Linked DNA regions of Columba livia: region 1 is linked to region 2. The links are chromatin contacts, called in public Hi-C maps. All regions are on one chromosome and are shown on one strand. Each heading gives the region's core, a stretch centred on a gene start, on an enhancer-like site or on the middle of the called end of the contact. The rest is flanking DNA. Distances are from core to core; before and after follow the strand shown.

The links. Hi-C and Micro-C count contacts between places; a contact is called where the count stands out from the background.
Region 1: a Hi-C map of liver shows a contact between it and region 2, with 1.5 times the contacts expected there. The contact joins the promoter of TCF7L2 here to the enhancer-like site in region 2. A contact is called at or near these places in 2 of 2 Hi-C or Micro-C datasets (crop and liver).

The regions. Positions count from the first base shown.
Region 1 is chr6:9,930,381-9,936,753 of bColLiv1.pat.W.v2, reverse strand. TCF7L2 (transcription factor 7 like 2) reads left to right here and starts at 3,490. Exons shown (of 13, transcript XM_065066995.1): 1 at 3,490-4,402; 2 at 4,735-4,801; 3 at 4,990-5,114. The coding sequence starts at 4,214.
Region 2 is chr6:9,854,347-9,861,054 of bColLiv1.pat.W.v2, reverse strand. The region is part of intron 3 of TCF7L2 (transcription factor 7 like 2); the gene reads left to right. Among named protein-coding and RNA genes, the nearest start is that of TCF7L2, 76 kb to the left of the region's middle. Within about 2 kb of position 2,839, at least 3 of the 3 cell types and tissues checked have an H3K27ac peak away from gene starts, as active enhancers do.

The sequences.
Region 1 (6,373 bases), core at 2,241-4,740, 75 kb before region 2:
TTGCATTTTACATACTGCAACCTACATTGGGACCTTTTTGAGAAGACCATGAAAATTGATGACTCAGCCCAGATATATAAACATTAGCCAGGCAATCCAGCTGGCAGTTAGCAGACCATATTTCTCCAATATAGACTTGGGCCTCTGGTGAGACATTAAGGATTCCAAAGCATTTTTCATAAAACAATAAATTTCCTTGGCTGCCCCTGGTCAGACTCTTCCCTCCCTAGTTTACTGCAACGTGAACTGGCAGGCAAACCTCACATGCTTTTTCATCATTGCTGTTCTCGAGACTCTGCAGGATTCTTGGGATCAAAATGTTGTGCTGAAGTGGAAAATGGCGACACCACTGTTGGGAACTAAACCCCATTGTTCAGCATTTAGGTATATTGCAACAAGATGTGAGAGTTACAAAAGCTTGGAGAGAGGCACTTCCACTTCTTCGTCTGTGCTAGAGGTCAGCTTTGACAAGAAAGCCAACATGTCTTGAAGGCTCAGCTTGGAGCACCTGCTTTTGTCTCCCCAGCTGTTGCTTGAAATTGGGTATCCAATCATGTTTCATGCAGTGGATTAGCTTGATTTTTTTTTTTTTTTGTTAATATTGTGTTTCTTTCATTGTTAAACACTATACTTTTTAATCTAAGGTACCACCTGAGAACCTGCAACTCAACAGGTGCTATTGACCCCTGGAAAGTTCTCACTTCCTCAAGCATGTAACAAGAACTGTCACATAAAGGAAAATGATACAAAGAATACGCAGAAGCTACCATAAGTGACTTATACTATTTTACTTAAACCAAGTCAGTTTAGTATTCATCGACAATACTTGGACTTCAAAATCAAGCTTGTTATAAGCTGTAGCTTGAAAACAAAACCCTAGAAGCTTGCACTGGGAAAAACTTGATGTTGCCGTGAAAGCTAGGAAGCAGTTTCCCAGCCCTTCATGGGGCTCCGAGTCCACTGCAGTGGCAAAATTCCAGCTGTGCAAACGTGCACAGGCAACGCCTTCCACAGCTGGGGCACAGCCCCTCGTCCTTCCAGACAGAAGCCACCAGAGCCAACTTCTGTACCTGGGACCACCAACACGGAGCTCCCTTCTACCAACATGTACTCATGTGAGTAACATTACGTGCGTGAGTAGTTCAGGTGTGTCACCACCCTCATGAATAGGCTGTCAGAAATGTTACTCACATGCGTGAGGCTCTACAGAATCGGTTCCTTCTGCAACCAGCTTTGGGCAAGGACTGGGCCTGTCTTGAACACCAACTTTTGATGATGCTTAATAAGCAGTTAGCAACATAGGGGCTGAAGCAAAAGTGTACTTGTTTTTTAAAAAAAACCCAACAAACAACACCACCGCAGATTGTAAAAAGATCTTTGAAAAACAAAACAAAACTGTGCAACTGTTTTTGTTCATTTGGATCAAATTATAACACATGGCCCTGCAAAATAAACAGGAGTCTGTCACATTTGTATTTCTAATCTCATGTTGTTCTGGGATATAAAGGCATTTTAAAAATCAAAAGGCAAACGAAAATGAAGAATATTTGTTAAGGTGTCACTGCAAGGCATTAGTCAGCAAAGACAGTGAGTACATAATCGGGGCAAATGGGGAGTGTGTATGCCCACAGACAGTTATTTAGTAAAATCTTCCCAAGCAAAAAGCAAGTTAGCCAAAAGACCAGTGGAAAAAGAAACAGTTTAATGCATTTGTACATTGAGTTAACAGTGAAGAATTTAATTCTTCATGTTTTTACTTGGTGTCTTGAAATAATCCCTTTTCTGTCTCCATATTCCCACTTAGACATTGTTCACAGACTTATTTATTTATGAAGTCTGAAGGTTAGTCCCTACCTGCTGAGACTAATTAGCCCTGTTCTTTGTGTCCTATGCAATCCTGTCTGATTAAATGTACACATTTGTTTTACTTCTTTTCATGCTTCCTTTCACTCTACTTCTGCTTTACTGATTAATATTAAAGTTGTAAGTTGCAGTGATTTTTTTTATTTCTATTTTGTCTGCATCTTTCCCTTTAGTATGCAAATTTCCATGTGAACTTTTTAATGCCTGAGAATTCATGTTAGCCTTGTCGATCTCTGTATTATTGTTTTTATTATTCTTTTTATAGAAGACAGTTTAGCTGAAACCCCCAAACTCTCTAAATATTGCATGACAAATTGGCTTTGTTTTGGAAAGCCTATGTGCCGAATGGCCCTTAGCATGAGCAGCAGGTTAGATTTCTGGAGGAATGTTTGGATTATTTAGCACAGCCTGTCCCTTGCTTTCTAACACCATTTCCATTAGGCAATTTACTAATTCCCATTGAAATTACTGTCTCTCCCCCCCACGCCGCTCCCCTCCTTTTGTTCCTCGCCCATGTTAAAGTTTCCAATTGACTCCCCCATTGTTACAATTTGTCACCGCTGGAAGATCAATTTGTTTTCCCCTTCCCCTCACCACATTATATTCGGGGAACAGATGCCATTTCTTGCATCTGCATTATTCTGCTCCCCATTTTGTTGCTGTGCAGGCAGAGAGCTCTTTTCCTGCTGACTTTCCCCCAGCGCTGGTCGCAGCCCCGGAGCGGTGCAGCCCCCTCGCCCGGGCTGGGGGCGGGCGGCTCCGCTGCCCCCGCAGCCTTGGGAACCCGGGGCCGCCCGGGACGGACCCCCCCCTCCCCCGGCTTCCCCCGCTGCCGGGATCAACCCACTTTCACTTTGATTTCCCCCAGCGTGATGTTCACGCCACCACCACAACTTTTCACTTCTGAAGTCTGGGAGTCCTTGATTCTCCGTCCTGCCATGCTAATTAACTTCTTAGCAGTCACATTCCTTCTCCTCCTCTTTTTCTTTTTTTTTTTTTTACATCAAGGACCAAAAAATATTATGCCTTACTATTAGATAATTTGGAAACATCTGATCTTCAGCGAGTGATCTCGCACATTTTCATCCTGCGTGTTATAACCATAATAAATGCAAGGCGCAAGTGCCGCTTAAAAAAAGGCTTTTTATTATAGTGTTTATTATGATTGGAGTTTCTTAGCTCCAACGAGTGGCAAGAAAAATGTTAACGGTTTAAAAAAAAAAAAAAAACAAACAACAAAAAAAACAACCAACCACCCCGTAGTCACATGTACACAAATAATAAGGGCACACATCCTTCAGAAGAATATGGGCTGCACGGAGATGAGACGGTTATTAATACCCTGTATGTAAAAGTTAGTGCTTTCCAAGGACCGGGGGCTGGGGCACTCGTTTGGGTGCTTTTCCCCTCACTTCCCCCGCCCTGCAGCTCAGGGCTACAGTGCACATTTTTTTATATTTCTTTTTTTTTTTTTTTTTTTGCACCCCCCCCGCCCCCGTTTTGTGTCCCGCCTCCCCCAGCGGCCCCCCCGCAGCCTGCCCCCCTCCCCTCGCCCTCCCGCTCCCATGCCAAAAAGGATCATTGTTAGTTTCCTACTTCCCCCACCCTCCTCCTCCCCCTCCCGCGCCCCAGACCTGTTTATTTATGCAGACGTCACCGGGGAGCCCCCGCCCCCTCCTGCATCTCATTAAGTGCCTGGTGTGTTTCTCGCTCCCTGTCAATAATCCCGGATCCCAGACTTCTCCGTTCCTCCGGATTTCGATCCCCCTTTTTCTATCTGTCAATCAGCGCCGCCTTTGAACTGAAAAGCTCTCAGTCCAACTTCAACTCACTCAAACCCGAGCGGCACAGGCTCCCAATATCCGCGGCGGCTGCCCCCCCGTTACAGCTGACTTCTTGGGTTTGTTTGTTGCATTATTTTTTTTTTCTCCTGCGTCCCCCCCTCCCCCCCGTTAAATATTTTTTATTATTATTAATTTTTTCGCGAGTGCGTGCGCGGGTGCGAGTGCGTGCGCGCAGTGCACGCCGACCAGCTCCCTGGAAGAAAGAAAGAGAAAATCCCGAAGAAGGAAAGGAAGAAGCCTAAAGTCACTGGTGCAAAGGAGCAAAGAAGAGACATTTCCCTCCCCTCCTCCTCCCTCTTTTCCCCTCCCCAGGAGGAAAGAGAAGGGGAAAAAAAAGAAACTTTCACCTTGGACTCTTCTTTTTTTGGTGCAAACTTTCCCCCCCCTCCCCTCTTCTTTTTTCCTTTTTCCCCCCATTCCCCTCTTTTTTTTTTTTTTTTTTTCTTCTTTTTTCCCCCCTTCCCCTTTTTGCAAAATTGCTGCTGGTGGGGTGAGCCAGGAGGAAAATGCCGCAGCTGAACGGCGGTGGAGGGGACGACCTGGGCGCCAACGATGAACTGATCTCTTTCAAAGACGAAGGGGAGCAGGAGGAGAAGATCTCCGAGAACTCCTCGGCGGAGAGGGATTTAGCTGATGTCAAGTCGTCTCTCGTCAATGAATCAGAAACGAATCAAAACAGCTCCTCAGACTCGGAGGTACGGGGGAAGCCCCCCGCGGGGCCGTTTCGGGGCGGCGGGCGGGCGGGGGCCGCGCTGCCTGCCCGGGGCCGCGGCCGGGGCCGGGGGCGCCGCGCCGGGTCCCGCTCCCGCCGGCGCCCAACTTTCCTCCGCGGCACCAACTTGTAACGATGCCTTCTGTTTTGTTCTGTTTGTTTCTCCTTCCAACCCTTCTCCCCGCACCTTTCCCCTTCTTCGCCTTTTATTCCTCCTCTCCTCCCTTCCATTCCCCCCCCCCCCCAAAAAAAAACCCAAACACCCCACCACCCCCATCCCCAACTGCCCCACGCCGACCCCCGGCTCGCTCCCAGGCGGAGCGGCGGCCCCCGCCTCGGTCCGAAACTTTCAGAGATAAATCCCGGGAAAGTTTAGAGGAAGGTGAGTACGGCAGGCCCGGCCGGCACCGCCGCCCGCCCCGCACCGCCCGCCGCCCCTCCGCCGGGCGCCCGGCTCCTCTTTTTGGGACACTTTCTAAAAAAAGTTTTCCTTCCCCCCCCCTCTTTCCTCCCTTCTTTCCCTTCTGTTGCCCCCTTCCTTTCCCGCTCGTGTCTCCCCCGCCATGTTAGCTGCGAAGAGGCAAGATGGAGGGTTGTTTAAGGGCCCACCATACCCGGGTTATCCCTTTATAATGATCCCCGACCTCAGCAGCCCGTATCTGCCCAATGGATCGCTCTCTCCGACGGCGAGAACGGTAAGTGCCTTTTCTTTTCCCCCCACTCCTTTCCTCCTCCCCCCTTCCCCCAGCTCCCGCCGCCGCGCTCCCCGTTGCCCCCGCTCGCCCGGCCCGGCGCCCCCTCCCCCGCGCCGCAAACTTTCCAAACTCCGCGGGCCGCGGCGGGAGGGGGTTTGTTTACACTTCGCCATATTTTTTTCCTTTTCTTCTTGCTTTCTTTTTTTTTTTTTTTCTTTTTACTTTCAGTTTTGTGGGCAGTTTTCTGAAGCCCTTTTAACCTCCTCTGCGAGGGAGCGGTGAGAAAAAAAAACCCAAACAAAATCCAAACACCGCCTAATCCAGGCTCAAAACAAAACTGACAATAAATATAAGCAATCGGAGATTCCTTTTTTTTTTTATTTTTTTTTTTAATTTTCTTTCCCTCTTCTTCTCCTCCTGTTCTCCTTAGTCGCTCCCCTCTCCCTTTCGTTGGGAAAGGGGGTTATTTTCTCCCAGCCGAATCTGGGATCCGCTCCCTCCAAACTCTTCGTTTTCCATGGTGATCCGTCGCCTCCTGCCCTCCGTGGCGGCTGGGCCGGCTCCCCCCTCCCCTTTCCTTCCCTTCCCCCTTAACCCTCTCCTACCCTCCCCCCCACCCCCGCCTGCGGGAGCGGCGAATTTCATTGTGCCCCGCACGGGGCATCGTCCCCTCCCGCCCGTGGGCGCCGCGAGTTGTGTCCGGCCTCAGCGCGGCGGCCCCGCGGCCGGTCCCGCGTTCGCGGCCCGGGCCCGGCTGGAGCTCGGTACCGCTGCCCGGGCCCGGCGGGGCCTGGAGCTCGGTACCCGCGGTACTGCTGCCCCGGGGGCGGCGGGGGCCCCTCCTCACCTGGGCTGTGCCGCGGGAAGCAGCCCCGAAGCGGCTGTGTCTTGGTGTGTGCCTTGCGGTGCTGGGGGTGGGGAAGGAAAAACCTTGGGGTTAGCGCAAAGCAGAGGGCTGAGTCCGGAAACAGAAATCGCCTGGCTTAGCTCTAAGAACAACAACAACAACAAAAATAATCAAACAAGTCGAGCAAAATTCCTCCTGGAAGTATGCTGGCAGAAAAACAATTTGCTGAAAGCGTCCGTTTTTTTTTTGTTGCTTCTTTTTTGTTTTCCTTTTTATTTTAACCCCGGGTTCAGAGGCAGGGGTGTGCTTGTCTGCACGCCTCTGGGTGGAGGTAAAGCAAGTTTTAGCCCAGATCCCAGGAAACTTTGGGGTCTGCTGGTGGGTTTGTAGTCCCAGCTGTTTTTCTGCTTGT
Region 2 (6,708 bases), core at 1,590-4,089:
AGGGACCTGAACACCTCCAGACATTTTTCGTTTGCATTTACAGCCCTGAACGCCTCTCCTGCTAAGCAGCTGCGTGGTAGCAGTATCATTAGGAAACCCCAAATGGCTGCAGTGCACAGAGATGTCCCTGGCGGCAGAACTTCTGTTGCTGCACATTGGGCATGTCTACATGGTTAATTAATATGAAGCAAGCAAGGGTTTGAATTGCTAAAGCCGTAGCTGCTCCACGTTGACTCCCCATCTCGATGCTTTTCAGGAGGGAAGTCATTTACTGGACATGAAGCAACCTGCTCTCATTAAAGGGCTGCGATGGCCAGGACCGCTTGCCTTGGGATAAGCTCTGGTGTGAATCTGAGGCATGCCGGTTGCTCCACAATTGCTGCCCGAGGGGGTAAACCTGAGGTAGCAGATGCCATTTGGACTGAAGGTGAAGTTTGCTCACGTCTGTGCCCGGAGCCGAGCGTGCGGCTGAGCAGTTAGGTGCTGCAAGACCTCAGTGAAGCTCACCCTGCAGTAACTTGTTCTGCTCATCACACCCAGAGCATGTCCAGGGAGCGTCTACTCACACTGTAAATGGACTGTTAAGCTCCGTTTCTGTGTAGGCGATCGTTTGGCCACCCAAAATGGCTGTGCGGAGGAACCTGTGGGATGAGTAAATGGTAAGAAAATGTGAGGGAGCAGCCCCAGCACTGATGGGAGAGGAGAATGGCCAGAGAGCTGGCTTATTAGCTTTCTGGCTGGCTCAGCTGCTTCTCGCTTGGGCACTGAGCTGGGCGTGCGGCTTGTGCATTAAAGCATCATCCTGCTTCTGTTTACTGGTTGTTGGGATTGGGTGCCTTAGTCTGAGGCTGGAAAATTAGGGATCCTTCTCTTCCCAAAAGCTGTCCAAGCCTGATGGTGACACCTCCCTGCAGACACGGTGTTTCACTGCTGTGATCACACAATGAGCAGGTCAAAGCGCTAGGCACAAATTAAATATAATTTCATTATCACTTATTGTTACCTGTATTTAAGAGGATCTAATAGGCAAGCTACTCTCAGAGAAGCAGGTTCTCCCCACTCTGAAGAGCTCAGGTCCAGGAGAGACGAGGTCTGTGCAGTGCAGGGAACGGCAGCGGATCAGTTGCTGTACACATGTGGCATGACGGGCACCGTGTGATCACATCCCTCTCCCGGCAAGGTGATGTGTTCTGCATATCGGATCATGGCAAAGCTGGGAGTGATGTACAGATCCCCTGACTCAGAGTTCACAGTCCAAATTGGTAGGCCAGCCTGTCTTTGACATGCATATTTAGTGCTGTAGTTGTCTTTGCATGTTCTGCTGGAGAGGACTAAAGGTAAAAAGAAAATAAAAAACCAACAAAAAACCTGGAACAACAACAACAACAAAACCCCAATTGCTCACCTGTCCTTCAGCACTTTTTCTCTTGGACATCTTTGAGATGTTTAAAAGAGCAACATGGGTTCCTGACATCAAAGAGTTAATAGTAGTGAGTGTACAGTAGCTCATTAGGACTTAAACGTGGGCTGCAAACTCAGAAATCTTGATAATTTTGGTCTATAAGGACACTGAACTTTCAACCCTAGTTCAGCAATAATAAATGCCAGTTAAGTAAGGCTTCCTTTTATGAAGAGAGGGTGGATGGATGCATTTCAATGGGCTTTAAAAGTATTGCTACTCCTTTCAGCGCCTGTTGGCCGAATGCATGTGGGCATGGGACGGCATTTCAAGATCTGCACAAAAAGCACTTTGAAGTGTAACCTTTGTGAGCACCTCAGCCAAACCTGAGTGCAGTGGAAGCAGCAGTTTGTTTATATATTTATTTGTTAGTCCTTTTCTTGCTTAAAAAAACCAAACAAACAAAAAAAAACCCCAAAAAAAACCTCCACACCAAAACGTAAAACAAACCAACAGCAATAAAATCAAAAAACTCCACACCAAAACCAAAACATAAAAAACCCAACCCAAACAACAGCAATAAAAACAAACGAAATCCTGCCAGCAATTAAATGTTATTTTGAAATTTTGACCCAGAGTGAAAGGTGGTGGTGTATGTTTGGCTTTTGCATGGATGTTTTCATAACCAAATATATTGGTGTGGGTTTTTGAAAGCAGGGGAAGATGAAGCTGCGCTCTGGGTTGGAGATCAGGCCGTTGCTCGGGCTGTCAGCCCTGCCGCCCTGGAGAAGAGGGTCCTGGCACGTAGCCGTGCTCTGGCTCTGCCCGTAGGAATCGCAGTGATGAGCTAAAAACTTCTTAACAGCCCCTTCGTCTGCCTGTAAAAAGATCCTGCAGATGTTATGGGGACTAAGATTCAAACCAAATCACGAGTGACTGCAAGTCTCGGCTTTACAAGTTGCAGCTTTCCTTGCCTTGAGTTAGCAGGTCTGGATCCAGACGAGCTGCTGAGGTCTGACGTGAAACTCCGAGTAGCGTGCGTGTATATGTGTGTGTGTGTTTTACCTCGCCTCTCGGAGAGCGCGAGAGAGACCTCCGTGAAGAGAGTGACAGGGTTTGATATAAACCAGCAGGACTGCATTGCTGCCATTATTCGACAGTAAACCCTTTCACAATGCCATATGCTGTGCATTCCAGCGCAGCGGCGGTGGGTGTGATATAGTTAAAGCACACTCGGCAAACAGGAAACGCTGGTGACCGCTGTGTGTGCTTTTCATGGAGATAAAGTATTGAGAGCGTAACGAAAAAGAGAGGGAAAAAAAAAAGTGCTGGGAATTGGGGGGAGAGGACGGCGGGGGTGAAGGAGAGGGATGTGTTTTGGGCCTGATGCTCTGGTCGTTATGAAAACGCAGGCAGGAAATGCAGCCGCAGAGCGAGAAAACGCTGCTTTGCTCCAAGATGTTTGTTTTACTCCATTACACGTATTTTCTAGTTTGCTGCTGGGTATTGGGAGCGGGTGTGGTTTTTTTCTTTTTCTTTTTTAATTTCTTTTTAAAGTTCCTGCCACACCAGCTTACTATCCCCTTCCCTTCCCCTTTACTCTTTCCCTTTCCCTAGCCCGGTTAATAATCAAAAGCTATTTTAAGGGACTAGAGTACAATATTACGTATTTCATACCCCCGCAAAATGCGAACATGAGTATTTAACCTAAGCATAGTTATTTTCTCAGCAGCGGCTCTGCAAAAGACATTGCAAAGCCTCTGTGGAGTTAGGAAGCCGCTGTTGCAGGGCAGCGGGGAAGGCAGGGGGATGGGACCAACAGGTCCTCGGATGGGGAGCGCTCTGAATCATAAACACGCCATAGCTTTAATAAAATAAATGAAGTGGAGCCTTTTCAGCCGAGGGCAGACTGTATTGGGGCAAGCCGGGCTTTTAACGTTGGGAGTGAAAATTGACAGGCTGAGAACTGGGACATAAACAAAAATGTCAGTCCCTGGGAGTCTTGTTCACTGGACAATGTCTCAATTGTTTCCGTGATTTTTCGCAGGCAGCAGGGGATAGTGGGAGATTTAACTCTTTACCGGCCACACAAGCACTGAAGGTGCTCGCAGAACGAAGAAGTGGACGAAAAAGAGCATTTTTTTGTTTGAAAACGATTAAGCATGTCAGTGGGTGATAAGGAAAGGTCACGCTGTTCTCCGCATACTTGTCTGCTGTTCAAGTTGGGCTTTACGCTTCTTTAATTTTGTCTAGGTTTTGCTGCTTGCCTGGAAAACTGCATGGATTGTTTTTTTGATTTTTGCTTTTTTTTTTTTGCGTTTTATCAGGACAAGTGACATTATGGGGCAGACCGGTAGATTTATAAGAAGTAGGGAAAATGTGTGGGGATTACATTTTAATTTTTATTTGTATTTCATCATTACATGGCTGACAGGCAAGCTTGGATATTTCAAGGCTGTCTGGATTATTTCGAACAGGCTGAAATGTGAGATAGAGAATGCCCCTTTTTTTCTATTAACCGCTTTACAGTTTTGCTTAAGTCTCAAAACAAAATGCCATCTTCAAAAAAGGCAGAGCAGAGGCGAGGAACACAGTTGTCTCATCATACTTTTGCTTCATTTATTATAAAAACAAACACTGAAACTTGTTGCATACCAGCCCTAGATGGGCAAGGTTCAGAAGGCAGTAACTGGTAATTCTTTACTCATCAGATTTTCAATGTGTGTTTTGTTGTGGGCTGGGGTGGGGGAGGAGAGCGAGATGGCAAACCAAAGTTGCTTCTTCAGGGCGCAAAAGCTGTTGAGGTTTAGTTGCAGGAAGATAAACCTGTTTTAATAAAATGTGGGTCTTGCCTCAGTTGAGTGAAGTTGAAACATTTTGTGGGCTGGAAGCCAGCTCTCTTGGTGTGCAGCAGCCCGGTATTAAAGGTCTGGGATGTGCTGAGGTTGCTTTAGCTTAATTTATGGAATAATAATGTATCCCATTTTCGTATCCGCGCATCCTCCAGCTGCTTTCTGTTCGGGTGCATGTTCGCAGCCCTGCACTTTCTCCCGCTTTCACAATTTCTCCTTCCCCTGCCCCCCGTCCCCTGCCTGCTGCTGCTGGGAGCAGCCCGGGGAGATCATTCCTCCACCAGCACCGCAGAACTTGTGCCATGGGCAGGTTTCTTCCCAAATTCCTGCTTGGGAGATACTATCCCCATCCTTATTACACAGGAGAGCATAAGCTGTTGCTCTCCAGATGCTTCCCTGTGTGTTTTGCACAGATGGGAGAGAGGGCAAGAGGATAAAAATAATTGCAGTGTCCTCTTTGGGAAAGGCTGTCACCAAAGATCAGGGAAGAGCGAGTTGCTGCCCCTCTCAAAGTCTGGCCTGGGCTGGAGATACTGCACACTGAAAGCGCAGAGCAAATTCTCTGTGGAAAATTTGGCTCCACATGCGTTCTGAACTGATACTTGTTTCAGAGATTTAGAAAACAAAAGTTGTTGACATGTCGGAGCAGTTGGTTCCCCGGGTAAGTATCCTGAGTGGAGCTGGATTTAATAATTTATAATTAATCGTTCGTGCGGCGAAATGAATTGCTCTTCCTGTTAGTTAAGGATCACTGAGGAGATCGTGATTTTTCTTGAAACTTGGTTACTCATGCACTGATCTCAGCGCTTTGCCTTGGAGATCATCCACGAGCCGTTTGGTGTTGGAGCTTCTCTGAGCAGAGATGGGGAACATGTGGTGGGTTTCCGTTCCCTGCAATGAACAGCAAATGATATTCTTTAATTAATGAAAGTTTATTTTCCATGAGGATTCTCCAGTACTTGCATAAAATTCACTGTCTTGGCAAGTATCCTTACCACTGAATTCGTTTGCTGGTGTAGTCACAGAAAGTGGTTAAATTTGTCAGTTAATGAATTTTGCTTATTTCTTACAGAGTGCTGTGTAAAGCTAATCTAGCTTGGGTTGCCTTGGTCTTGTGCGTTATATAAACAGAGAAGGAAAGAAATCAGTATTTCAAAGTGTTTTCTTAGGACTGTTTTGAAATTTCCACTCCTCTTTAGTCACGAATAACAGTCAAATTTGATTTGAAGATAAACTCATTACTGGTAATAACAGCCTACAAGAGATCTCAGCTTCCCTGCTTCTCCCCATCTCCTAGAAAGGCCTAACTACCATTTCAGGTGAAACAATACTATTTTTAGTGCCATTGCAGAACATGTTAATGAGCTGTCCCCTATACAGCCATACAGCCCATCTGCATATTTGTTTAGTTGCCACCAGTAGTTTTCAGGGCCACCTTTTCTTGGATATCCCAATTAGCAACGAGTTAATTTTCTAGTGTAGGTGTACTCGTACATGGGAAGAGGAGGGGACACTGAGGAGAAAATGCTCTTTGTAGGTATGCGTGGTGTCTATAACCCTTCAAGGCTCCAGCTCAACTGTCCGGGATGAACGGCATCTTCAACAAACCTTATGTTATTAAAGTTTTGGTGAAGCATAAGCAGTGGATCATCTGCTCTGCTTTGTCTCCCACCCTCGCTCTAGGACATGCCTGGAGGAGCCTGTGGAGCTTGGGCATCTCATGTCCCTTCACCTTGCAGGACCTGAATCCAGCTTGTAGAGGTCAGGAAACTAGCAAAGCAAGGAAGGAGCTACATCACGCTTTGTGAGAGTTGGATGTTGCTTGCCTGACTTGGGGATCAAGCATGTACTGGATGGTGTAAGGGTTTGGATACTTCTCATTGCCATGCTTCTCTTGTGCATGTTGACCCAGCCCAGGTAGATAGGGGCACGTGATGGTGTTTCACAGAGGAGCTCGGAGAAACTCTCCTGTTTTTCTGGTTGGGCGTTTGGAGGCGTGATGGAGACCTGCCGCAGATTTGAGATACAGTCACTGAAGTGAGGCACTCTCCTTCCCCTTGTGCTGTCAACAGGAGAGCTGTACCCATCCAAAGGGGTGAATGGTCTGTACGGCTCTGCACTGCCCTTGCACTGGGTAAAAGCTGTACTAGAAATCTCTCCTGCTTCTGAGACAAAGGAACTTTATATCTCCATTTTGCTGCTGGAACGTTTTCCTGGTGAAACCTCAGGGTAAACATGTATGTTCAGTTTGGCTGGAGTCTTTCCTGTGGGCCACTTCTCACCAGCATCGGCTGCACCCGCATGCGAAGGTGATAGTGGAAGTTCTCGATAATGGTACTTAGCACTTATGTAGCACTTCATGTTTCCAAAGTGCCGTACAAACCCAAGGCTCCCTATCAGTCCCTGGGGGGAAGACGGAGCTTGGTATTATTACCCTCATTTATGGGCAGAAAAGCT